2 separate regions of the Gossypium raimondii genome follow, and region 2 is linked to region 1. Evidence: chromatin contacts called from public Hi-C data. All regions are on one chromosome and are shown on one strand. Each heading gives the region's core, a stretch centred on a gene start, on an enhancer-like site or on the middle of the called end of the contact. The rest is flanking DNA. Distances are from core to core; before and after follow the strand shown. Region 1 has its middle 8.6 kb from the start of LOC105791300. Region 2 holds the start of LOC105791305 (protein HLB1).

The links. A called contact is a pair of places that touch in the nucleus more often than the background predicts.
Region 2: a Hi-C map of leaf shows a contact between it and region 1, with 1.8 times the contacts expected there. The contact joins the promoter of LOC105791305 here to the enhancer-like site in region 1. A contact is called at or near these places in 2 of 2 Hi-C or Micro-C datasets (both in leaf).

The regions. Positions count from the first base shown.
Region 1 is chr8:34,899,497-34,903,393 of ASM2569854v1, forward strand. No RefSeq gene overlaps it. Among protein-coding and RNA genes, the nearest start is that of LOC105791300, 8.6 kb to the right of the region's middle. Within about 2 kb of position 2,190, the one cell type or tissue checked has open chromatin away from gene starts, as enhancers often do. A contact at or near this core is called in leaf, where this site is marked.
Region 2 is chr8:35,136,228-35,140,259 of ASM2569854v1, forward strand. It overlaps LOC105791305 (protein HLB1), which reads left to right and starts at 1,494. Exons shown (of 14, transcript XM_012619322.2): 1 at 1,494-1,937; 2 at 2,616-2,738; 3 at 2,854-2,923; 4 at 3,101-3,214; 5 at 3,440-3,523; 6 at 3,902-3,952. The coding sequence starts at 1,603.

The DNA of each region.
Region 1 (3,897 bases), core at 940-3,439:
CATTCACTGATCTTATTAAGCTCACCCACTCCTTTATTTACTCATTGCAGATTAGTTGTGTGCCAGTGTGAGCAATGTGGTTTTAGAGAGGTGATCCAAGCAATACTTTGTGATTTTGTAGGTGTTCATAATTTAATTACGTTTTGGGGGAATAAGGTAATGTGGTAGATTTGATTATAGCCATGATAATTTCTAGACATTTTGCTAGTTTTTAATTCAGTTTATAAGGATTACATATTATAGTTATGTCTAGGTTCATGAACATGAAGATGGTTTGAAGTTACTTGCTCGGATACGATTTTGTGATTTTGAACTGTTAATTAGGCCACTGGATATTTATTTGCTGAAGTAATTGTTACGTGATGTTTAGAAACTAAATTGGGATGGATTATTTGCATAAGTATGCTGCATTTTTTAGGTTTGAGGCAGATGTATCGGTAATCGGGTTACCTCTGTGTCTTGAAACGTTCAGGAAGTCATAATAGAGATTTGGTATCGATACCTAAGCTCAAGTATTGATGCTTGGGGTAAATTTATCGATATTTCATGACAGGTACTGATAATTTTCGAAACTTTGGTTTTTAAATGAGAAACAGAATGCAAGTTTGGTATCATTTTTCTAGGTGTTATCGATACCACTTAAAGAAAATATCGATACCCTACTGTCAATATTAATACCTAAGGAACACATTTTGAGAATTTTTCTAAACGGGTCATATGCATGTTTAAATAGGTTTATAAGACTAATTGATATAAGATTAGCATGTACTAATGATAGCGAACAAATATGATTGGCTTAAAACCTATACGAACTATAAAATGATGGATGTCTTGTTAATGAGCTTTTACTTGTTGTGTTAGACAATGAGACGGTTGTGTGACATTCTGATATTCGGGCTTGGCAACGAAATCGAATATAGGGTGTTACAATTAACACTTAAAATTAAAAAATTCTAAAAATCCAATATTTAAAATCTAAAACCAAAAGAAAAATTAAATCCACATACTATTGATGTCTAAATTCTAAATTAAAATAGAAAAATAAATCTAATGAAAACATAAGAATTAAACTCTAAAGTCTAATTTAATTTATTAAAGCCTAATATTTAAAATTCCAAAGACTAAAATGAAATGAATCTAATTTAACTTAGAAATCTAATTGAAGTCATCAAATCCTAAACATTTAAAATTTCTAAAACTAAGCAAAAATTGAAGAAGTTTTAAAACCTAAAATTCTAAAATTGAAAACTAATTAATCTAGATCTAATCCAAATATGAAATTTAAACTTAAAATCTAATTGAACTTAAAATAAAAAAATCTAATTTGATTGAATTTTAAAACAAAATTTTAATTTAAACTAAAACACTCTAAAATGTCATATAAATTTACAATTGAAATCTAATTGAGCTAAAGATCTAAAATTGTAATTAAAACTCACAATTGAAAACTTAAAATCTATAGAGCACCTAAATTGGATCTAAACACATAAATTTAAAACCTAAACAAATCAAATATAAAAACAACTTAACTTCTAGATCTAAACTTATCAACAACAAACTATCAAAATATCCTCAAAATATCAATTTTTAAAATTATTTGTGTAATTAAAAAAACTACACTTTTAATATATCAAATATTAACTCATAATAAAAATAGTGTGAAATATACCAATAAACACATTCAAAATATGCATGATAAAAAATGAAATTGCAAATACACAAAAATTGATTTTAATAAGTAAAATATAAAAAAATGTTCCTTTAGAAATTAAAATTTTAAATTCAAATCATATAAAAAAGGAAAAAGGACTAACTTAAAATTAAAATAAAAGGCTTAAATTTTTTAAGAAAATATAAAAAAAAAACAGAGGGATTTAGCTGGCAATTTTTCCCACCAAAGATTTCAAATTTTGAATTAAATTGAAAAGAATAGGGACTAATATTGTTATTTAGAAAGGCGGAGGTCCTCAGAAAACAGGAAGGGACTTTGGGTGAAATTTAAAAATGTAGAGGTCCTAAAAAAATCTCAAAAACACAAAGGGACCTCCCTGCTTTTTCTTTTAGGGTGTCTGAGTTTTTGTTTTTGTTTCTTGTATCTTGGTTTAGCCTTTCATTTTTTAATCACGATACTGTGTTCCGACTATTTGTGTAATTGTATTGCTGCAATGTGATTGGTTGAGAAAATTTTGAATTTCCTCACACTTCAAACTGGAAACTGGAATGGGCTTTGGGCCTACGTCTAGACTTGGGCTGCAAAATGGGCTTCCATTGGAACGGGACCTTAAAAAATATATTGGGCTTTAAAAACACTTCAAAATTGGCTCTTGGCTTTAACAAATTAGAAAGGATTTGGACTTTGAAAGTAATTCTAAAAGATAAAATCAATTTGAGGTTTTAAGACAAATTTGAAAACAATAATTTCCAAAATAAAATTTCAAATAGATTTGGGTTTTGATTTTCTTTAATTTTCTAAAAGCAAATTTTAATTTTATTTAAAACAAAAACTTGGTTTTATCATCATCGATATCCAAATATCCACCCACTCCAAAGTAAATTAAATTAAATTTTAAAAATATTTAAAATTGATTTCAAATTAATTAATCTAGCCCTTATTTCAAATCAAATTAATAACAATTTAATCTTAAAATCAAAATAATTACACCCAAAAATAATTCATAGTCCAATCCATCAAAATTTAGTGTCTACCATAAGGAAAACACTCTTTTAAAAACCTAAATGATGCAAAATGGTAAGAGATTAGAGCAATTATCTAATGCTTTCAATGGTTGAAAGTTTTGAAGAACTTGTATTTAGTAATATTAACTAAACAAGGAATAAGATTGAGAACAAGAATTAATCATTTATCATGTAAAACAAAATTAAATAATAGAATTCGGTAGATTTATCATTTATCACCAAAAGTCGTTTGACTTGATCTTAAAAACGAGGTGTTTGCTTGAAAATTTAATTTAATTTGAATGTAATAATTGTCGAGACTTGATCTTAAAAATAAATTTAAAGAAAATTTAGCTATTTAAATGGATTATCACGCAGTTTCTTCATAAAGACTTAATCATAATTTCAATTTGAGACATATCACTTCATGAATAATCCAAAAATTTATTGGTCTAGGTGGGGGACGTTTTTCCTATATGGATTGAAAATAAGAGAGGTGAACACATGGACCTTTTCAATTAGTTAGCTAGGCCCACCATGGGGGAAATTGGCGGTGGATATAAGTGCGTTAGTCAGATAGGACAATTTCTCCTTTTTCTAATTTTTTTTTGTTCTTTAATTTGGAAGGACAGGTACAAATTTACTGGGACAAAAGTACCATTTTTGTTTTTCCAAGAAATGAAATTACCATCTATTCAAAGATGATTTGAAATTATAACCATTCTAAACTCCTAGCAACTAGAAATTAGACATAGGCCAGATTTGGTTATTTATTGTAAATGTTACTTTGTGAATAACATCCAGTCTGGAGCTACCAGAAAATATCATTCCTTCTGCATGCAGATCCCATACACGTTAAATTTCAAAACTACAATCATAGGAAACTAAGCCTACAACACCCTCTTCGTGCTTCTAGCTTAGTACTATAGCAGAAACCTCCTGGATATCGCCACCAAATTTCCCTAGATGACAACCCAAAACCTCAAAATTGGACAAGGAATACTCGCCACCTACACAAAACACAATGCATGACACAGTAAAAATACCACAATTAAATTATACTCCATTAAATGTATTTTAGTTAATTCTATTTCATATATAAATTTTTTTTATTTTTCATATCAAAGTTATTTTCGATTGAACTATTTTAACCAATAAACTTTTTTTTTAATTATTACTTCTGATTTTTATTTTTACTGCCAGCAATAAATCCCCAATTTC
Region 2 (4,032 bases), core at 244-2,743, 240 kb after region 1:
TTTAACGGTAGAGTGACCACTTCGTAACAAAACAATAACATAAGTGACTAAAACATAACATTTCAAACATAAGTGACTAATATGTAATTTAAGGCAAACAAAAGTGACCATTTTTGTAGTTTACCCTATCTTTATAGGCTTAATAATAATCAATGACTAATTAAAACTTAAACTTAAAGTTATATATGTAATATGGATAATAGTTCACTGAAATTGGAAGGAATAAATGAAAGTAAGTAAAGTTTTAAAAATACTCATATTTATATTATTAATATTCATATTTATATTGTAAAACATCGCTAAATGTTTATAAATCATATTTCATATAATTATTATTAAAATATTAATATAAAATTTTTAACAGTATAGTAAGAATACTTTCTAAATTTAAATTTATTATTATTATTAGAATTTATTTAATATTAAATAATTTAATTAAAATAATAAATAATTTAATTAAAATAATAAATTGCATTAACTATATTAATAATTTATTATGTACTATTAAATGTAAATATAAATATATATTTAATAATATTGAAAAGTATAATTTGAGATCAATAGTTTAACATTTCTAAAATTTAAAATAAAATTTTATTATAATATATTAATATTTAGCTCGGTTCAAGTAAATTATTATCTAAAACTTTTTATTTATAATTGAGCTTTTTTCAAAAATTCTTAAAAGAAGACAACTTGCATAAAAAGGGTTTATTGTAATTGACTAATTAACTTCATCCATCACGTTATTTGTCATTAACCAAACACAAAATTATGAAAAAAATTTCATAAATAATTTTTCATGAAACAAATGCTCCTTAAGTAAAAATCTTACATAAACATTATTACTTCCATAAAGGAATTTATGTTCCATAAAGGAATTTATGGGTTGAGTTGAGCTTGAATTAGGCCCATAATATTAATATTATAATAATTTCTCAATTTTAACTTAGAAAAATATGAATTTTAAATTTTAACTAAACTCACCCATATTTATAAATAATTCATTTAAGCTCTTTTGCACTTTCATATATATATATATATATATATATTATTTATTTTAAAAATAATTTTTATTTAATATTTAACGATTATATAATTATAACTATTATATATTTTTAATTAAATTTCTAAAAAATTAATATTTAAATTATAAGTATATTTCATTTGCCATCATATAAATTACACAAGAAATGTTGTATTTTGGTTTTGAATATAAAAGCTATGCCCGAATCATTTTTTTAAACCAACTTAATTATATTTTTTTAAGCTTAATATCGTGTTCAAAATTTAGGTTTTTTAATAATCATTATTTCGGAAAATGGTCAACACCACCCTGCGACCTTAGGTTTCAATACATTAAAATTTAGTAATGAGGGAGGAATCCTGGCATTTGAAAATAACAGTTGTACTCTTACATAGTAGCTTACCATGTTTTACTTTTACTGCGACTTCTTACGGCCCGGCTGAAGTAACTTCCTTTTTTGCATTGGACCTTGGCTTCAACACGCTATATTTTCTTGTTCTCTCTCTTCTTGATATATCTTTCAGATCTTCTTGGATTCGGCTTTGGCGTTGCACGCAAATCTCTCGTTCAACGCTATGTCCGAAACGACTGAGGGATCCGAACTTCAAAATGGTTTCCAGCCACAACCCCGACCCGAACCCGAACCGGAATCGGAATTGAAAGTAGAATCTCAACCTGAACAACAACCGGAAGAGGAGCTGAAACCGGAACCTGTAGTAACTGATGCCGATCCGAAGCCGGAGCCGAACAATGAGAGCTCGATCCAATCGAATGAGACGACCAAACAAGCTTCAACCGACCAAGTTGCTCCTCCAGGGCGGCGTAAAGATGAGGAGAACCGGACTTTCACGATGAGAGAATTGCTAAGTGAATTGAAAAGCGACGAAGATGATGCAGGGTCTCCTTACAGGTACTTTCTTTTTTCCTTTTCTTTTCGAGTTTCAGTTGATCAAAAAATTACACTCTTTAATTTGTAATTGGATTTAACGAGATTTCAACGTACAAATCTTTCGATCTTTGAAGCTCCCCGTTGATTCGTCTCCTCAATTAAATGTGAAGAATTCTTCGAGTTTCAACTGAACCTAAAATTATGCTGTTTCTCTTTTATATCCCGAATAGAGAAGTTACAGAATTTTGATTCTTGATTGTCTATTGGCAAACTACTAGATGCAATTAAGGCGTACTCTTCCTTTTAGTCTACGAGTTCATTTTCATTAATTGCATGGATGCGCAACTGCTCTCCGATCAAAGGTCTTCCATTACTCTTGAACGTGATTGTTATGTTAGAAGCTCGTTATCTTTGAACTTCAGATGCAATTAGATTTTTTTTCCTGCTTTTGAGTCATTAAATTAGTTCTGAATTTCAAGTTCGGCATCAATTGTAATCTTAATCTTTTCCAACTTCGATGAAGGAACCCTTGGTTTTGGGATTTTTCACTTTATAGAATTCAGTTTATGTTCTTTTTCATATGCCGCCATTCATGCAGTAAAGGTTTCCTAGTCTTGTTGGAATAAATATGATGTGATCCTTGTTTCTTCTGCTTGTGAATGATACCATTGTCTACTCCATGATTTATATATGCTTCAGTCAAGAAAACACGCAACGTCAGTCCTACCAAAATAATGCTGCAATGGAGTTGATCAATAGTGTCACTGGTACGGATGAGGAAGGCAGGTCTCGTCAACGGATTCTTGTATATGCTGCCAGGAGGTACTGTCATCTTGTTTTTATACACTTTTCACACTTTACTTCCATATCGAGCTTGATATGTTGCTGCTTTAGAGTCTGCTATTCAATAGTACCGATTTTCAGTCAAATTTTGTAGGTATGCTACTGCACTGGAGAGAAACCCAGAAGATTATGACGCTCTCTACAATTGGGCATTGGTTCTTCAGGTTTGAGATACTGGTTAATGTTGATGTTAGCTTAACATCATTCAGAATGATTATCATGTCTTATTATTATACAGCAAGTGCAGCCTCCTTAACATTGTCAATTTAAGCATATTGTAATGGTTGCAAAATGCTGCAGATTCTCATATCATGTCCTTTCTGTTCTTATTTGGCTTGCAGGAAAGTGCAGATAATGTTAGTCCAGATTCTACTTCACCTTCTAAAGATGCCTTGCTAGAGGAGGCTTGTAAAAAGTATGACGAGGCTACTCGTCTTTGCCCAACACTTCATGATGTATGTGTGCTTGTTCATGTTGCTGATGATCCATTGCATTACTCTGATCTTTTGGTTTTTTTAAGTTCCATTTCAGTTAAAAAAGGCATGATGACTGCTCAGAGTGCATAAGCCAGATAAGAAACTGAATGCACAACAGAATTTACTGAAATAAGTGTAGAGCTGTATAATATATACACTAGTGATATTCATTCATGACTTTGATGCAATTTCATTGCATGACAGGCTTTCTACAACTGGGCTATAGCAATCTCTGATCGAGCAAAAATGCGTGGTCGGACCAAAGAGGCTGAAGAACTATGGGAGCAGGTTCTTACTATATAATTTTGATATCTTAGTCATGCTAGACTTTTGTATGAACAATACTAGTCCTTTATCGGCAAATTTTGGTGTCTTGTCATGGAAAACCTTTTCCATGTGTGGATAAGATCTTGTTTCCTCCTTATGTTTCATGTTAGCTGCATGATGTTATATAATCTACTTTAGTAAGGCCAAAGAGCCATGGAACTGGATTTTACTTTGGAGTTTTGGTATACAGTCATTCTGGAAGTTAGTGCTGAAACACATTGTCCTTGTGGTCGTGCTGTGTAGAAATCCTTGGTGTTTTCAAAGGAATGCCTTGCTGTAGTAATAAAAGCCTTGTCCTTTACTTTGATAGAGCCTAATCCTATTGTTATGGGTTTTCAGGCAACAAAAAACTATGAAAAAGCTGTCCAGCTCAACTGGAATAGCCCCCAGGTATATTAGAAGTAATTGTTTCTTTTAGTCTTGTAATTCTCCCAACTATAATGACTACATCTTTCATTTTTATTCTACAT